Regions from separate parts of the Mus musculus genome. Here region 1 is linked to region 2. Evidence: chromatin contacts called from public Hi-C data. All regions are on one chromosome and are shown on one strand. The core of a region is the stretch at or near the end of the contact, and the rest is flanking DNA. Distances in the headings are between cores, read along the strand shown.

The links. A called contact is a pair of places that touch in the nucleus more often than the background predicts.
Region 1: a contact with region 2 is called in a Hi-C map of bone marrow-derived macrophages, with 28 read pairs. The contact joins two enhancer-like sites. A contact is called at or near these places in 1 of 15 datasets of contacts at CTCF or cohesin (large pre-B cells), 23 of 484 Hi-C or Micro-C datasets (B cells, CD4 T cells, CD8 T cells and 17 more), 4 of 115 datasets of contacts at active chromatin or transcription factors (CD8 T cells, double positive thymocytes, large pre-B cells and 1 more) and 3 of 9 other capture datasets (adipose tissue, liver and pancreatic islet).

What each region holds. Positions count from the first base shown.
Region 1 is chr4:150,624,250-150,627,845 of GRCm38.p6, forward strand. No RefSeq gene overlaps it. Among named protein-coding and RNA genes, the nearest start is that of Slc45a1, 26 kb to the right of the region's middle. Within about 2 kb of position 2,277, at least 25 of the 459 cell types and tissues checked have an H3K27ac peak or open chromatin away from gene starts, as enhancers often do. A contact at or near this core is called in bone marrow-derived macrophages, where this site is marked.
Region 2 is chr4:150,493,025-150,497,001 of GRCm38.p6, forward strand. All of the region lies in intron 7 of Rere (arginine glutamic acid dipeptide (RE) repeats), which reads left to right. Among named protein-coding and RNA genes, the nearest start is that of Gm52709, 28 kb to the left of the region's middle. Within about 2 kb of position 2,632, at least 32 of the 459 cell types and tissues checked have an H3K27ac peak or open chromatin away from gene starts, as enhancers often do. A contact at or near this core is called in bone marrow-derived macrophages, where this site is marked.

The DNA.
Region 1 (3,596 bases), core at 1,027-3,526, 130 kb after region 2:
TGTAAATTGCTGTGAGAGCCAGATCTCTTCCTCAGGGGCATGAGCGCTTGCCAGCAGGGCATTGGTTACAAACCAGACACCCACCACCCTCAGGTTCCCGGTCCTGAACCCACTGCTTTGAAATCAATGGATCTTGTTACTCGGGTAACTGGGAGCTGAGCAAATTAGTCCCCAAACCAGAGGAAGTGCCTGCCCCAGAGAGGATCAGGGAGGCAAGCCATGCAGCTAGCTATACGAGTGGATATGGCAGCCAGAGCACAATCCTGGGGTACACAAAGCAGAAACTGGTGGTGGTGGGCCATGGCAGGCATAGCATGGGTCGTGAGTGAGGCACGTGGCCCCTTTATGGCTCGGGAGCCCGCGCCCTCCTCCTCTGGGCACTTTGGACATCAGACGCCTGATCCTTAGCTCTCACAGTATAGGGAGGTGCCCATTCCCAGACCACTCACTGGGCTCATCTCTGCCCTGGAATCCTGACAAATGAAATTCTGGGCCCTGCATCTCTGTCCCTTCTACCCAACGTGGCTATCACAGCTGTGTGTATTTTGATGAATCAGATCAGAAACTGCACTAAGCACTCACTACCACCCCACCACCCCCAGACCAATTCTGTTTGGACACATCAGCTTTCCTTGTTACTAAGCCAGAGTCACTAGCTCTGTGACTGTCCTGCAGGACGGATACTTGGGTGGGTGACTGGGTAGGTGGGCCCCTTCCGATGGAAGCCCCTTGATACGCAGAAGTGATTTGCTTGTAGGCATGAATGGTCAGCTTGACCTTTTCCTTAGTCTAGGCTGTGTATGAAGACCCCTTGTCACCTGTGCAGCAGGTGCCCCTGCAGACATTCCTCCCTACAGTTTCTCCCATTCGCCACCCTGATGCTATGCCTGCTCATGTCTCTGGCCCTGGTGGACACTTTTTAGGAGCTTCTGCCCTGCAGTTTGGCTTCTGTTGTGTCCCAGGGGTGAATCAGAAAATGAGATTGGTTGGTTTGGGCTTTGAGAGGAAAGCATATGGGTGGGGCCCCAGAGCTGATACCACCGTCTTTGTTGCTTCCTTCCTCACATGTGACAGTATTACATGTGGGCCACCACACACATAGCATTTACATGGGCTCTGGGCATCTGAATCCTGGTCCTCACCCTGGCCAGGCAAGCACTCTATGTACTGGGCTGTCTTTACCAGCCCACAAGGAGCTTGCAGTAAGACCTATTTGACTCAGCTAGAGACATGGAGCTACTTCAGGACATAGTTTTCTATGCCTGGTGTCCTGGTGTCACTCCTAGGTCTGCTCCACTCCCTTCAGTCATTGCTAAGCTCTGGTCCACTACAGAACAGAATTGACTTCTGATCCTGTCCACCAGGTGGCAGTGGCTACAAAGCCTGATGGCTGTCCTCTGGGGCCACCCTAGTGACCAGGCTATGGCTGAGATGATAAAGATGTGTGCGGCAGCTGGGTAGGTAGTTTCTACATCAAGGGGCAACTGGGAAAGGCTTGAAAGATGGCAGGTCTGACTTGCTGTGCAGGGAGGCCTGGCCCTGGTAGATATTGCCAACTAGAATAAAGATTTGTCTTCAAACAAGAAGTCCTTTCTCTCGCTTTCCCTGGTGGATCCGCAGGGCATGCACAGTGGCACCCAGTAAGTAGAAAGGAAATTGATCTCTTCTCCCTGCCCTCTGTCCCCACTCCTTCCTCCCCTCTCTCCATCTTCAATGTAGACACCTGATTACACCTCCCAGATGCTATGAAAACAGACCAGTTTCCACAGTGCCGAGGCTTCACGCTGGCAATCCCCTATGGGTATTAAATTGTGGGTAGCTTCCAAGAATCTTGGGCCCAGAAACCAGCTCTCAAGAATCTCTGAGCAGCTCTGCCATGAGGGCTCTTGTGTGCCCAGAAGGTGCCCTGGCCCTGTCCTTAGATACTCCTATCTGCTCACCCAGGGAAAAGCACTTCAAGCAAGGTATGGAATCTTGCACACAAGCGTTGAACCTGTAGGGCTCAGAGCATGTGAGTTCTGGCATGTTTTAAGAGAACCTGCCTCTGTTCCCATGATGCCTTGTAGCCCAATACAGTGGCTATTAGGGTGCCAGCTGACCATGTCCCTAATATCCCTTGGTGACCATGGGGACTCCATGAGAACTGTCTTAAGGGTAGAGGGCAGAAACCTTTTTCTATCCCTCCATGAACTGACACATTCACTAAAGTGAACTAGAAAACAGTGTATGTAGCGCCTGGAAGTCAACCTGTGGGTGGGGCTCTGGGGCTCCACTGCCGCCTGCTGGGGGAAGCCTGAAGTGCAGTCCTGACCTCTGTTCCAACCTGGGTCAGGTACAGTGCAGACACAGCCAGCTTTCAGGAAGAAAGAGGCTGACAACCACCCCTCTGTGGAGAACCAATGTGTTTATGCTTGCATGGAGACTTCCAGGACGAGGACCCAGGATTTGACAAGCTAACACTGGCTGCAGTTTCCCTAGTCATTTCTCTTTCAGACCAGAGCACCCCAGAGCAGAGCAGAGCAGAGCTATTCAGCACCACATTCTGGAGGAAACGAAACACCTCTTACTGTGCAGTCAAACGGCGTGAGCAGAAGCCTGAGCCCAAGATGGCCCGGAGTAGCTGTGGCTTAGAAAAGGTCTAGAGACCTCATGTAGCTCAGAGCACAGAGTAGGGGCTGGGGAAGGCAAAAATGCTTGCCACAAAAACATGAAGATCTGTTTTAGATCCCTGGGTCCTACAGATAAAGTCAGTTGTGATGTGTGTGCTTTTAATGCCAGTGCTGGGGAAGCAGAGACAGGAGGCTCCCTGGAGTTCTCTGACTGGCCAGCCTAGTGACCTGGACAACCTCTGACCTCCACTCACACGCACACACATACACGTTTTAAAGCACAAAGTGTACAATGACAGAACTTGAAGGTAGAGAAAGGGCTCACTAGTGTAAGGATAGGAGGGTGGGAATCGTGGGAGGAATGGCAGTGTGGGTGGGTCTGAGCCGACCATGGGCTCCTAATGGGCAGAGACAAAGGCTTCACTATGGACAGGGTTTGAACACAGGCACAGTGTCTGTGGCCTTGATGCTGAGGCAGGGTAGGAGGAAGTGGGCTTGGGATACAGGCTGGGGCCAGGTTAGACAGGAGGTGATGATAGCAGACCCTGCTGTTGCCTGAGTATCAAGGTGTTTGGATATGAGCCGGACTGATGCCCGAAGATGAACATGAGGGCAAGACACAGAAAGATGCTGCATCCCTGGATCCAGGGGGTGGGGGAAGGGGGTGTATGTGAGCCAAAAGAGAGATGGCTTAATCATACTACAGCCATGTAGTTTTTGCTCAACTGGTCCTAACTGGTCAGAGCAAGCTGATAGATTCCATGGTGATGCTCGCACTCTCTCGAGGACTAGACAATAGACTCAGGACCAGTTTGGTCAGAGACCATGCACTCTAGGCACTAGGGACCACATAGCCCCACACCGTGCCCAGTACACTAGGTACCACAGCACCCTTTCCCCAGTTCTCCCCAGTTAGTCAACAGCAGGATGAGAGAGGCCCAGGGACATTACTAAGAGCCTTGAGTAAGCTGGGATGTTGGTGGCAGA
Region 2 (3,977 bases), core at 1,382-3,881:
GTAGTTTGATTTCAGTGCATGGAAAGTCCTGTCTTTGCTTAGGAGATCAACTCAATCCTGGAGGACAACTGTTACATTTGGTATGCATATGTACCCATATGCACTTTTGCTAAGCTGTGGTTGTTAAAGCCATTTGTGTTTGTACAGAAGATGAAGACAGTAAAGTCCAGGAAGAGCCTGGAATGGGGTTAGAGATAGATACAGTTGCCAGGTGCCCTGGGCAGACCACTGAATGGCAGGTAAGAAAGGAAGGCAGTGAACAAGGTGTCACAGCACTTGGGAGCAACTCCTTCTCCTCTGTTGTCTACATTGTCTTCCTTCCAGCTAGCCAGCAAATGCTGCTGCTGCTTCCTTTTACAGTAGCCCAACTCTCCCAGCTTCAGGCTCAGCCTCGTGCCACCACACCCAATTCTCACATTGTTTTCAGCCTGTTTCTCTGATATGAGATGGTTTTGAGTGAAAGGTATTTATGGTTCTTCTCAGGGTAGGTAGAGTTTGTTACTCCGCAGCTAATGCCTAGCTCTTAGTTCTGGACACTGGATTATAGTCTGAAGAAGCCCGTGGGAGAATTGCTTCTGTAATTATTGCTGTGACTTCTTAAGAGGGTAGAGTAAGTAGCCTTTACTTCCTCAGACTTGGCTCTCTCCTGCAGAGCTGTACGGCTGTCACAAGCTTCTCAGGAGCTCACTCAGAGGCGCTTACGCTGTGCTTCCAGCTTTGCAGCACACCTGTGCTGACTCCATGCCTGTGGGCGTGGGCTGTTCTCCATACTTTACTGTTTTTGAGTGAAAGCTGGACTTTGTTCCTGTTTGTCAGACCTGTTCTTGGATTGATTTTGCTTGGAAGATTAGCCTTCTGTCCCCAGTGACTTTCTTTATTACCTTGGAATAAAGCCAGTAGTTGCTGTCTATAGCTAAGACACACTTGATTTAGAATATTAGAGTTATTGTTCATTCAAAAAATATGTATTAGTGTCCAACCTCTTTAGACACCAGGAAATGCACATCAAAACTACATCAAGATTCTGTCTCACTTCAGTCAGAGACTGTCATTAAGAAAGCAAATTAGGGGCTGGTGAGATGGCTCAGTGGGTAAGAGCACCCGACTGCTCTTCCGAAAGTCCAGAGTTCAAATCCCAGCAACCACATGGTGGCTCACAACCATCCGTAACGAGATCTGACGCCCTCTTCTGGAGTGTCTGAAGATAGCTACAATGTACTTCCATATAATAAATAAATAAATCTTTAAAAAAAAAAAAAAAGAAAGCAAATTAGGGGTGTGGGATGGGAAAGTCTCTGGACAGATGGGACAGTGGTCAAGTGCACTCACTGCCCTTCCAGAGGCTCTGGGACTTAGTTACAACTATCCATAACCCTAGCTCCAAGGATCCACTGCCTTTCTGACTTCTCTGAGCACCAGGCATGCATGTGGTGCATGGACATACATAGAAGCAAAACATTTATACACATAAAGTAAATAAATCTAAAGGAAAGGAAACTAACTAATAGGGGCCTGGAGAAGAAGGCTCAGCAATTATTGGTTAGAGGTCTGAAGTTTTGATTCCCAGCATCCAATGTCCCGTGGCACATAATCCCCTATAACCCACTCTCTGTGAGATCTGAACACCTTCTGGCCACTGCAGTCACTGACTGCACTGTACAGGTGCACACATACACGTGAAAGGAAATCAGAATGACTTTGAAGGGACAGTGGACAGAAAGGAACACTCACACATTGTTTCTAGTGATATAAAATGGTGTAGCCACGATGGTGATGAGTTACAGGTGTTCCTCAAGAAACCCAAAGGTGACCCACCATACCCTCGCAGGCTCGTCTGCCAGAGGAGTCACCACGCCAGAGATGCTCTGTATCCAGGGTTATGGCAGTATTGTTCACAGTAGCCATGTGTGGAAAGCCTAGGTTCTCGCGCATAGAAACAGATCAAGACAGTGTGCTGCTATGGAAAGTTATTCAACTATAAGGAAGTGTGAAAGTAAATGGATGGAACTGCAGGATCATCCTTTTAAGTAAAACAAACTAGACTGAAAAATAATAATTATATGTTTCTTCTCCTAGATTAAAATGTGACATGAAATGGAGGGCAGACTGCCTGGAAAAACAGCACATGGGGAGGGGGAGAAGTACACACAGCACACGTAGCAAAAATGCACACTTACTACATGCCAGCTAAAGCTTAAAGTGTGCACTGGTAAGAGCCAGGCTGCTCTTAGACGTAGTAGGGAGCTAAAAGTAGGCTTGGTTCCTATCTTCACGGTGGTTTTTCTCTTCAGAACAGGACAGCCATTTGTATGATCTGTGACTGTTCCAGAAAGTCATGACTGATAGAGGCTGCAGTGAAGTTTGCAGATTTGTCCTGTTGTAACTGATAGCCATCACATTGTGCTAAGAATAGCAGTGACTGTCCAGCAGGCCTCTGTCTAGTTCATACCATAGCTGCAGCCTTAGTTATTTGCCCTTAAGAGCTGGAGATATATATATATATATATATATCATGTCCAGACTACATGTGAAACTAAAGTTGACCTGAGTCATTGTCTTGTTCTGGAGTGCAGAGTACTTGTACTGTGCAGCACATATCCACAGAGGCTGCTCCCTCTTCCCTTTCTTTGGGATGATGAAATGATGCTGTCCATTCTCAGGCCAGCCCTAGGGTGGTGCAGGCCTGAGGGACCAAGTCAGGAGAAGCCTCTCTGTGGCTGGTGGCTTCCGCCTTGCCTCCTGGCACAGACTCTTCTCCCTTTTAGAAATTCAGATACAAGCTTTCTGCCTTTCTGTCCACTCCCTGTTTACTTCTTCGACTAAACTGTTTCCATGGTAACAGGTTACTTTTCAAAGGGAACATCTTGTCATTTTATTTAATCCACTGCAGCTGAAGAGAGCTGAAATATTAAGTTGTAGTTGCTATGGATACTGCTTTGTTACATCAGTTTCTTTTGTATCAGTTTTCATATACAATGAGTTCTCTTTTCTTTTTCTTTTGATACTACAAAAATAAACACAATGACTTACCATCATCATTGTTATTTGGCTTTTGCAACTGGTTAGTTTTTTATATCCTAACCAAAGATTTGTAGAATACTAGAGGTTGAGAGTCAGCTATTTTTCAAAACATAATTTATATTAGCTATACAGAGAAATTATCTGTGCTAGGAGGGACAATGGTAATTTTTAAATAGAATGAACACAGATATACATATTAAGTTGGATCCATAGTATTTTGGTGTTTCAAATCACAGAGGTTCCTAGGAAGTAGAAAATGTAAGAAGTCAGCAGGTACAATGGAGCTGACCTATGATCTTTGGAAGGCAAAGCCAGATTGTCAGTTTGAGTCCAGTATGGACTTCATAGGAATACACACACACCCTGTCTCTCACTCACAGACTCAACACACACTCATATACTCACTCGCACACAGACACACTTTCTGGGATTTCTTGTCATTATTTTAAATTAGATGTCTTGGAGTTTGTTGATTGTTCTGGCCTTTTCTGAGACAGTTTCTCTGTGTAGCCTTGGCTGCCCTAGAACTCAGAGTTCCACCTAGCTCTGCCTCCTGAATGCTGGGATTAAAGGCTTTTGCCACCACCTCCAACCTTGGAGTTAGTTGACTCTGCAACAGTACTGGCTCAGTTCTTTGTATAGACCTGGAGGCTGTGTCTGTTACTCAGCCTCTCTCATGTCTGCCTTTCTTTCCTATTTCAGTCTATTTGTAGCCCATCTGTTGACTTTTTAAAAAATTTAGCTCCTGCCTTGTAGTAGTGGTACACACCTTTAATCCCAGCACTCAGAAAGCAGAGGCAGGTGATCTCTGAGTTTGAGGCCATCTGGTCTACAGAAAGAGATTCAGGACAGCCAGTTCTACACTGAGAAACCCTGTCTCAAACAAACAAACAAACATAGAACCACAAGCAGAAGAGCATGCAAGTGTGGGGGGAAGTTTCTGCCTGCCTCTGTGT